Regions from separate parts of the Oryctolagus cuniculus genome. Here region 2 is linked to region 1. Evidence: chromatin contacts called from public Hi-C data. All regions are on one chromosome and are shown on one strand. Each heading gives the region's core, a stretch centred on a gene start, on an enhancer-like site or on the middle of the called end of the contact. The rest is flanking DNA. Distances are from core to core; before and after follow the strand shown. Region 1 overlaps HIVEP2 (HIVEP zinc finger 2). Region 2 has its middle 280 kb from the start of HIVEP2.

The links. Hi-C and Micro-C count contacts between places; a contact is called where the count stands out from the background.
Region 2: a Hi-C map of liver shows a contact between it and region 1, with 2.8 times the contacts expected there. The contact joins two enhancer-like sites. A contact is called at or near these places in 2 of 6 Hi-C or Micro-C datasets (liver and an unstated tissue).

Annotation. Positions count from the first base shown.
Region 1 is chr5:25,819,330-25,824,578 of mOryCun1.1, reverse strand. The region is part of intron 2 of HIVEP2 (HIVEP zinc finger 2); the gene reads right to left. Among named protein-coding and RNA genes, the nearest start is that of HIVEP2, 120 kb to the right of the region's middle. Within about 2 kb of position 2,053, at least 1 of the 8 cell types and tissues checked has an H3K27ac peak or open chromatin away from gene starts, as enhancers often do.
Region 2 is chr5:25,970,704-25,975,952 of mOryCun1.1, reverse strand. No RefSeq gene overlaps it. Among named protein-coding and RNA genes, the nearest start is that of HIVEP2, 280 kb to the right of the region's middle. Within about 2 kb of position 2,607, at least 5 of the 8 cell types and tissues checked have an H3K27ac peak or open chromatin away from gene starts, as enhancers often do.

The DNA of each region.
Region 1 (5,249 bases), core at 804-3,303:
CGCTGATCCAAAGGCAGGAGCCAGGTGCTTATCCTAGTCTCCCATGGGGTGCAGGGCCCAAGCACTTGGGCCATCCTCTACTGCACTCCCGGGCCATAGCAGAGAGCTGGCCTGGAAGGGGGGCAACCGGGACAGAATCCGGCGCCCCAATCCTAGTTCAGAACTTAACTAAGATTACCTCTTGGAGATGATTCCAATAGCTTTCTAGCTTGCTACATCCAGGTTCTCCAACTTTCTGTGATGCTATCTTCAGTGGACAGATAGCTCTTTCAAAAACATAAGGCAACCACCATGTTATTCCTTAGCTCAAGAGTTGGTACAGGTTCTCTAATGCCTACTATACTGACGTGCTAGCTATATTCAAGGCATACTATGCTCTCTAGATCTCTCCATGCCCTCCCTGCCTCTTTTTTCTTTTTCGTTTCCTTTCCACTTAACCAATCTATCTTCCAGACATACCAAGTTACTTTTCATTCCATGTTCATATCAATATTATCTATTCCATCTCTCTGCTTGTGTGAATGTAATTCTCTCCCCTTGTCAATATCTTGCCCATCTTTAAATCCTTCTTCAGGAATATTTCTGATCTCAAGCCCCCAACCCCAACATACCTATGAGAAAATGACTTCTTTCCCCCTCTGAATTTACATAGCATTTCATTTATTCATCTCTGAGGGTACTATTATAAGCTTCTACTACTACTGTAAGCTTCCTTATATCCAAGCCAGGTATACAGCAGTCTTATCTGAGTTTTAGGGTGTATAACCAACTTGAAGGCTGAAATGCAGACCTGCTCATCTTTGTGTTCTTCCTCAGCACCAGAATACTCAATTCACATGGAAGAGATTCCGTAAATATTCATGGAATTTAACTGAACTAAAGCTTTTACAAATAGCCAAATATGCTCAGGTACCATGTAAGAAGAATGGGAACTCAAGCTAACTGAGTGTTGGTGTCTGTGAGGACTGGTGTTCTCAAAATTTCCATTAAGACTGATGACAGAATCAAGCTCTGCTACAGTCAATGAATAATTTATTTGTGCACAAAGCATTCTGTTAATGGAAATCTTTTTATGGCTCAAGATCTAAAATATACTTACTGCCCCCTACTTATTAAATGTTTGCTTTAATCATTAGTACAGAAGGTAATGACAAATGGTAATTACAGGATCATTATAAGCTCTTAAACAATTTAATCAAGAGTATCTCTTCTGAAATTTAGAAACTCTTTGTGGACGGCAATGGGGTGGATAATACTGGAACTGGACAACTCATTGCTCTCATCAAATTAAGAAACTAATGTTTTCTGTTGTTAGAAATACCACCAATTGAGAGGGTAACTTTAGGTTCAACAGGCTGGTAGGTTTCTTTCAGATGTGAGTGCTCAGTTAAGCCACCCCTCCGCTTGCATGAACTACACTGCCTCAGTCACATACACCATGGAGAAGGAGATGCGCGTGTGTTTGCGTAGATGGTGCAGGTCTGCCAAGAGACATTCCTTTGCTGTGCTATTTCAGCAAGTCGTGAGATGGCAACGACCATGCTCTTCAAAATGAAAAGATAGCTATTTTTCCTCTACGTTTGTATTTTAGGAGGCTGAAAAGCACACTTCTGGCTGCTGTGACATCTCTGACATGTACACATGTCCCTGAGGAAGTGAATTTGTGGGGGATTTCAGCGGGTTAAGGTTGAGAAGATCTAAAACCATGTTAAGTTCTTGTAAACATTTAAGGAGCCAAAAGGTCAGCAAGAAGAGGAAGAAGCCCCCTGAAATTCCTGCCTGGAAAAAGAAAAGTTAAGTCATATAAAATTTATACTTTTGTAGGTGGACGATCAAATTCATGCTTTTCAACTGGTGTGCAAATTCATCACACGGCTTTTCATACCAGCTTCTCTCTTTATCTCCCTTCTTCTATTAAAAGTAATATTCAAACTCCCAGGCTCAAAGCCTGAAGTCATCACTGACAGCTTTTTCCTGCTTCCCACCCGCACACTGCACACACACACACACACACACACACACACGCCCTCTCCCATCCTCAGTCAGGCAGTCCTACACAGGCTTCCTGTGCACTTTCCCTCACATTGTGTGCAGCCTGTCAATCTTTTCCACTTCCACTCCAACTCAGACCCTGAATTGTTGTCTGACCTCCCACTGCACAAAGATCAGAAGTTACTCTGGGTCCACGTGGCAAATTTCCAAAGGACAGGTCTGGGCCCAGTGCCTTTGGATACATGGAATCCAGGGACAATTATCAGAGGCATTGACCTGTTAAGAAAGCATCAAAATAGACTTAAGGAAAATAATCTTTAGCTGAAGCCCCAAGGGCACCATAATGCAAAATATGCAAAATGAAGAACTGAGGGGGAAGACTGGAGGAAGTCAAGTCAGAAGCAATTCTCTGTACTTAGGATTCAAGTATTCACTCAAGTGTTTTGTGCAGTGCCTTCATCTGTGATCTAAGTGTGGGAGGAGCCCCCAAAGAGCACACATCAGGTGACAATTCCCGGTGGGAATTCATGGAAGTGCCTCTTAGGTGGCTTTGTGCTTGCACTGATGGCTGCACCCACTCACTCCACCCTCACTTCCACTCCCTACGCCACTGCCATCCAACACAGCCCTGCCAGAACGATCTTCCTAAATCACAGCGCTGAGTGCACCACTCCTCTGCTCAGGAGCAGTCGTGGGCCTCCCAGCACAGCCAGCACAGCCAGATCCCATGTGTGCACAGCCCTTAACCCTGCACCCAGGACAGCTGTGCTCTGCCTTCACTTGACGCTGGCACCTGCTTCTTTCTTCCAGGGATCCCTGACATTCTGAGGCCATATTTTAGGTTATCTCATTAAATCTTTTAAGCCTTCAAAGTCTGAGCCCTTTAATCATTCCAGAGGACCCTACAGAGGGGGCTGAATGTTCAGACACTAGGATCTGAGTAGGAAAGAAGATTATAAAATCAGAGGACCACAAATTTCAGTTACAGTTTCGTAGAAAACAATAGCTACGAAATTTTTGCTTTCATGGTCAAGACAAGGAAAAGAATACATGCTTGTGTGAGAATGTAGGTGCCTTGATTTAGTTTTATTTATTTTGTGGGGAAGAGGGTTATTATTTTACTTTAAAAACAGTCTTTTTGCATTAAAATATCATCAAAAATTCAGAAATTTGTTCCTATGACTCTGCTCTAGATATTTAATAAATATCAGATGTGCTGATTGATATCACTCACATAATTAAGATTAAATATGTGCCTGGGCATCAGTTTTTCAGGCCACCAAAAGATTTTAAAACTCATAGAAAATATTTTTATTGCTGGCGCCGTGGCTCACTTGGCTAATCCTCCACCTGCAGCGCCAGCACCCCATGTTCTAGTCCCGGTTGGGGCGCCGGATTCTGTCCCGGTTGCTCCTCGTCCAGTCCAGCTCTCTGCTGTGGCCCGGGAAGGCAGTGGAGGATGGCCCAAGTGCTTGGGCCCTGCACCCACATGGGAGACCAGGAAGAGGCACCTGGCTAATGGCTTCGGATCGGCGCAGTACACCAGCCGCAGCACGCCGGCCATAGCGGCCATTTGTGGGGGTGAACCAATGGAAAAAGGAAGACCTTTCTCTCTGTCTCTCTCTCACTGTCTAACTCTGCCTGTCAAAAAATATTTTTATTAAATTCAATAACTGCTTAATTAGGCATTTACTTGTTTCTCAGTCATCACTTTTAAAAGACCAAAGAGGACACCAACACAATGAAGAACTATTTTGTCCCTTACAGTATAGAATGTGAGATAAAAATTTCACCTTAATCACTTTGTAAGCACAAAAATACAGACAAAAAAGTGACATGGGAGACATATTAAGTGTTATGGGAATTCTGAGAGCAGATGAAAGAAAACAAGAGGATAAACAATACTGAAATAAGAGAATTAACCACACTCTGACATCAGTGAAATACATTAACTAATAAACAAATAATAGATGAGGCAGAAAATGCAATTCAGAAAGTTTTTGTCTTTTGGCAAATCACAGATAAGAAGCTGATCAGGCTCACATATAAATAAAGGTCTATAAGTGGGGATTTTGTCCAATACCCAATTTAGGGATTGATAGTCACTCTTGACTATCAAGTATAAAGATGTTGCTTGAAGATTCTGAGATTCTCAGATCTAGGGAGGTGACTGGGTAAATGTAAGAGTTACTGCCCTCAGCTAGCTGATACCTTCAGAGGTCTGGAAAATACACATTCTACATGGAGTGCCTCAAATTTCTCAATCGTATGAGTTCTGATTCTCCCCCCCAAATTTAAATATGGCTTCTCTTTCTTCATATGAATCACACTCAACAACATGTCAAAAAAAGTTCTAATATTTAACCACTAGCAGCCCAGCAGACTGGTGTGACCTCTCAGTGAACATGACATATAATCTGAAGTCAGGAGAACCGGTGTTGAATTCTGGTTCCATGACTCACTAGTTCTGTGACTTTGAGTAAATCACTCACCTGTAACTCCACTCCCATCCCCACCAGTCTCCATTGCCTCATCATAAAATAAAATATGAGTAATATCTATATAACTGCTAATGCCTCAGATGAGATAATATACAAGGAAGCTATTTGTAAACAGCAGCGTGTTACCCAAATATTAGTGCATGTCTCAAAAATTCCGCTGTGTAGGTTCTGTTTGGAGAGTGAAAGATGAGAGGTTCTCCCACACAGTCACCCTATACCCAAGCTGAACGAGGGAGGACAGATAGAAGGAAATACTATGAATACTATGAAATACTATGAAAGCCACCTTCAGTCAGGGTTTCAGATGGCTACAGAATGCTTATGCAACAAAATGTACCCCGTTCATACTACTGATCTAATTAATGCTTGCTGGACGATGAGTCAATGAATGGATAAGTTACCAAATGCATGAACAGTTGAAGGTATAGCCAGGTGAAATGCCTGAAAACAAAGACGGAGAATCAAGTTGTGTAGAAAGAAAAACATTTTGGAAATAGGAAACCATGTAGCCCAGAAAGCTAACAGTCGTGAGCTCCACTCCTGTACGCTGCAGTGGCAAAACAAAGCAGCACAGAGAAGCCTGTGGTTTCACATCAGTTTGTAAATACTCAAACATAAATACTGACATCCTTTTCTGTTACCTTAAAACACAAAGAACCCAAACAGAAGAACTGCATATATTTAAAAAGCTTTAATATGACCCTGTATAAAAAGAAGCATTTTTAGGGGCACAAAACATGGAAGCTCACAAGGACT
Region 2 (5,249 bases), core at 1,358-3,857, 150 kb before region 1:
CCACCTTTATTGTTGATATTACTAAACAGTATTTCTTATGTGCTCTCTCTTTCATATAAAAACAAGAGTGGGGCAGGTATTTGGCCTAGCAGTTAAGATACTGGTTAAGATGCCCACATCCCACATTGAAATGCTTGAGTTTAAGTTCTAGCTCTTATTTATATGGGAGGAAATAGTGATGCCTGAGGTGGTTGGGTTCCTGCCACCCACCTGGGAGAATTGGATTGAGTTTCTAGCTCTGACTTCAGCCCCCATTATGGGCGTTTGGGGAGTGAATTAGCAGATAAGACCTCTCTCACCTGCTATAGCTCACTGTCATTGTCCCCTACACTCCCACCCCTATATTACATTTAGAAATGCAAATCTGGCTTCTTCAGGTCTCTTATCATAAATATCATATGAAATGTTCGGCAGCATGGCCTGTGGTTCTTAAAATATTCAATCCTGAGCTGTGTACAAGCTGTATTCCCCTTCCTAATGGATCCTTTCCTGAGAGTGCCTCTCCTCTGTAGCATCTCCCTGGTTATATGGTTTCCCTGGAAAATGGAATTGAAAGATTGGTTTATTTTACCCCTCTTCCAAATTTTGCAATCCACATACAATTTTTGCATAATAAACATCTCCATAAAGTTTTTAAGAACCCTTGTCTTTTCATTGGATGGTTGAACCGTCATTCATTCATTGGGTTTTTCTTCTATTGCATTGTGCTTTCTTTTCATGATATAGTTCATTAATATCCAACCTAGAATGAAGTACCATGAATTGTTGTGTACTGCATACTTATCCCAAAACTTTTCCACCTGGGAGAACATGGGCTTCATGCAGGCAGCTTCCCTAGAGCTGGACGTCCTTCAAGTCTTCCTGTAGTAAAGGGGAACCCTGCTCCTTATGGGAGCCAAGAGTATATTTGAGCTCACTCATTTCCTCAGTAGTTTAGATCTCTTTCTAATTGTGCAAATCTTTCATTACTCTGAATATGAATGTTAAGGGCCAGACACTGTGTTGAGCTCACCAAAGTCAAGTGGCAGTAGGTGCTATGCCCCACCAGTAGCCCCCATTTTTTTGACCGTGAGAATTTCTGTTCCTCAACATAAAGCAGCAGGTAGAAACCGTTCCATATGCAGAAGGGAAAATACATCCAATGTCCAATCTGGATGTAGCCGTATGGCCCAGAGGAAGGGGAAGCCCATTCCAAGCCTGGGAAGCAATCCAGGGAAGCAGAGGAAGAGAGCCAGAGGAATGGGTATAGTGATTAGCCTCAAGCAAAGTAGCAGACTGCAGAGGCAGAGAGAGATGATTTGGAGTGAGTAGTCAGGACAGTTTCAGAAGTGGCTGAGAACTAAGGAAAGGGTCCTGGTCAGAGTGACATAGACCCCTGGGAAACACACAGAGACTGAGTAGAGTTGTGGTAAAATTTGAAAGAATATGGTTAGGAATGTAGACTGGATAGGTGCAACAGTTGGCTATGGTGGAGCTTACTATTGTCTTTTTTTTTTTTTTTTTTTTGACAGGCAGAGTGGATAGTGAGAGAGAGAGACAGAGAGAAAGGTCTTCCTTTGCCGTTGGTTCACCCTCCAATGCTTACTATTGTCTTTTAAAGTTCTCTGGGTTACAAGTATCAGAAAGTCAGTGAGGCTAATCAATAAATCGGAACCCATGATAAAGATGCAAAGTTGTCTTCAAACTCAGTAGCACGAAGTGTATCCAGGCATCTTCAACTCTGCTCTACTCTTCACATTTGCTTTTGTTTTTTCCTCCCCATATTGTCTGTTCTGGTCATCCCTGCATATGGCCACCCTGGCTCCAAAATTCACATCTGAACCAAACATAGATGCTGATTTCTCTTCATTTGTATCTTTAAATCCAATTCCTAATTCCTAAGAGAAAGAAAATGATTGTCCAGCTTAGGCCAACAGGAACTCTGATACAATCTATGTGCGAGGTGAAAGGGTCGTGGCGGGGGCATGGTTACTTGGGCTTCTCTTTTGTGGACAGGTGGATTCCTTCATTAATGTGGTGTTGTGTGCTGGGCAAGAATGTAGCTGTTTACAACAATCTTCCAGAAGTCTGCTGGTGTGTTGTTTGTCCTCCAGTCAGCTCGATATCAGTAACAGTGAAAAAAAGTGGATGAAGAGAGGGAATTTCTGGCTTATTCTTAGTAGCAGAACCCGTTTAGGACAAACAGCAGTGTCAGCCATGGGTGTGGCCCCAGGGTAGGAGGGTGTGAGCAAGGGAATGGGAAGAAGCATTTACACAGACTGTCCAGGGTGGTGAGCACTCTGTTAGGGTCAGAAAAATCCAGTGACCTTTGAGAAACTGCTGTGTAGAAGAGCTTAGAACGTCACATGTAAGAGGGTTTTCTGCTTTATTGTGAAGCTGGGTGTGGAGTTTTTAAAGAGATCTAACAGTACCCAAAACATGAGAGGAAGTGTTTGTACCCAGACATTCCCAGCATGATTAATGAACTCACCAAATATTTACCAAAGACCTATTCTGTGCTCGGTGCTGTTGGGTGTTGTCATGTTGGGTCAGAGCTATGGAGACGGCAAGGCCATCCCTCAGCGGGTGCTGAATGTCCCTTGGGCTGTTCTGCAGGGAGTCCGACGCCAGGAAATTCCCAGCCTCCCCTCAGCCTCCCTTCCAGAACTCAAGAGGCACGTGCTCCCTCCACCCTCCTCTCCTGCCTGCCAGAGATTCCAAATCTGTTCTGTTTAGCAGTTGCGTCAAGCCATACTCGATTCCAATCTTTGCAGAAGGCATAAATTAGCATTTCATTATATGTACTTTTTAGGGTCTCTTAAAGTAGAAATGCAAATTCAAGGCTCCCATGGTGAATTGGGGCATACCCATATTCACTGAAAATAAACCAGGTAGCTCTGGCCAAGCCCTTGGAAAGCAGTGCCTCACTGAGCTATCCTGGGACAGACACTCACCTCGGCTCCTGTCCCCAGTTGTTTACCCTGGCCCGTGGCCATTTCCTGCTTCGTTTGGCTCCTCAGTCCTCTGTCCAGCTGCCATTGGCTCATATGACTCCTGGTCGACTTTCATTTACAAGGAACCAATTTCATAAGCAGCTGTAGGTGAGCCTTTTACAGGTCTCTGGCGAGTGAGTGAGAGGCCTCGGGCCTCCACCAAACAGCTGGACAAATACATCTGCTTGGCCTTCCTTGGGGACCAGCTATTTTAAGACTACACTTCCACTGGCTCTTCCTGCTGCCATGTCTTTAATTGGAGCTTATAGCTCTTAAAACCTTATACAACAGGAACTTCAGGCTAGATGGAGCTTGATTTCATTTGGCTTGGCTTTGGTGGAGGAATTAGCAAAATCAAAAGTGAGAAGTACTTGATATGCTACTTATAGCTCTACCAGGTTGCATTATAAATTGTATTGTGGTCTCTCTTTCTACCTGATGATTTGGCCACATAATCTTTGGTATTAATTGGAGAAAAGAGGGCAGACCACTTTAATTCACCATCACCACTTTAATTCTGCAGGCTCTCTTGTTACACCCCTCTTATTTGACATTACTATAAACATCTGCCTTCTTGGAAGCACAAGTGGACAAGAGAAGGCAGAAAGGAGAGAGAGCAGAGCCTTCCCTTACCAATCCACAGGCATCAGTTATGGCTGGGAAAGCCTGGTTCTAACCTTCTAGGTGGAAGGGTTGATGACCAGGGGCCTTGTGCTAGTCTATGTGTGTACAGCAAGCACTTGCAGGAGACAGTCTTTAAATGTGTGCCCTACGTTGTATGAGTGTGTGGGGCTGCCTCCTTGAGTCCTGTAGCCCTGCCTCCAGGGAAGAATCACCTTAGGAAAAACCTTAGGAAAAACACCTTAGGAAACACCACTCTTAGGAAGTTGGCAGGCTCCTTCCGAGGGTTCAAGAGTGCCCCTGGACCTATGACTGCCACTCTGAGGGGTACAGTTCTTGCCTGTGATGTTGCTGATTTATTTATTCTGCAGAGGCTTCTTGTCCTTCCTTCTCCTTGCTCCCACTGTGCCTCTGCTTCCTTTCTCTGCTTGTTTCACTCAGTTCTTCTTAGCATCTCATTTCACCTCGCTGCTCTGTAGAGAGCGATGTGTGGTTCTTACCTTCCCCCAGTGGCATTTAAAGTGTTTCTTGGTGCAAAACATCCTATTCATTGCCATAGAAACAGGAAGCTCAGTGTGGAAGAAAAAGAAAAAAAGAAGTCTGACACTCTGAAGCTGTGCAATTCTGTTATTTTGCCCAAATCCATAAATGGCAACATGCTGGGAGATATGCAAACGCCTTCCCACTGCTAGAACAAGAGAAGGAAGGGCCTCCTGTTCCAAGGAGACTGTTCACGGGTTTCAAACCAGGCCCTCAAACCACCGGCTTGCATGGACATATCTCTGCTTTCCCTGCACATGGAAGCTCCCAGCTGAGTGTTGGGAGGTCCAGACCATGAAGCCACTGAGTAAGGAGCCAGGAAGACCTGCACTCTGTCCTCAGTCCTGTTTCTTGAAAGCGCCTTTGTGGTGCTGAGCCCCTTCAGCCTCCTCAGCTGTAGAGCCAGGAGGTGACCATCTTGTGGGGCTCAGAGGAGAGTGTGCAGAGCCGTGTCTTCATTACGCCCCAGGACGCTCTCACCATTTCCTCACCACATCTCTAGATAGGATGGGTCTGTGCCATCTGTTCTCAATTGTGAACCCTTCCCTGACATTGAACTAGAGGAACTTCACAATCATGTAGTTCCCCAATTGGCCACAGAATTCCATGAAAAGTGTTTCATTTTTACATCTTCATGCAAAATCTAGAGAGGCCCCTTCTTTTAGTCATTGATTTTTTTAAAGATGTATTTATTTATTTGAAAGTCAGAGTTTCAGAGAGGCAGAAGGAGAGAGAGAGACAGACACAGAGAAAAAGGTCTTCATTCTGATGGTTCACTCCCCAGATGGCTGCAACAGCCGGAACTGGGCCAATCCAAAGCCAGGAGCTTTGGATCTTCCAGGTCTCCCACACGGGTGCAGGGGCCCAAGAACTTAGGCCATCTTTCAGTGCTTTCCCAGGCCATAGCAGAGAGCTGGATAAGTGGGGCAGTCCAAACTCGAACCAGCAGTGGGGTGCCAGCACTGCAGGCGGTATCACCCACTATACCACAGAGCCTGCCCCGAGTCATTGATTTCAAAGATGTATTTTTAACCTCTCAATGTTGCCCTTTTTCTCTGGTCCCCATAGGCCCTGGAGTCCATTATCTCTAAACAGAATGGGCTGGGTAACTGTATG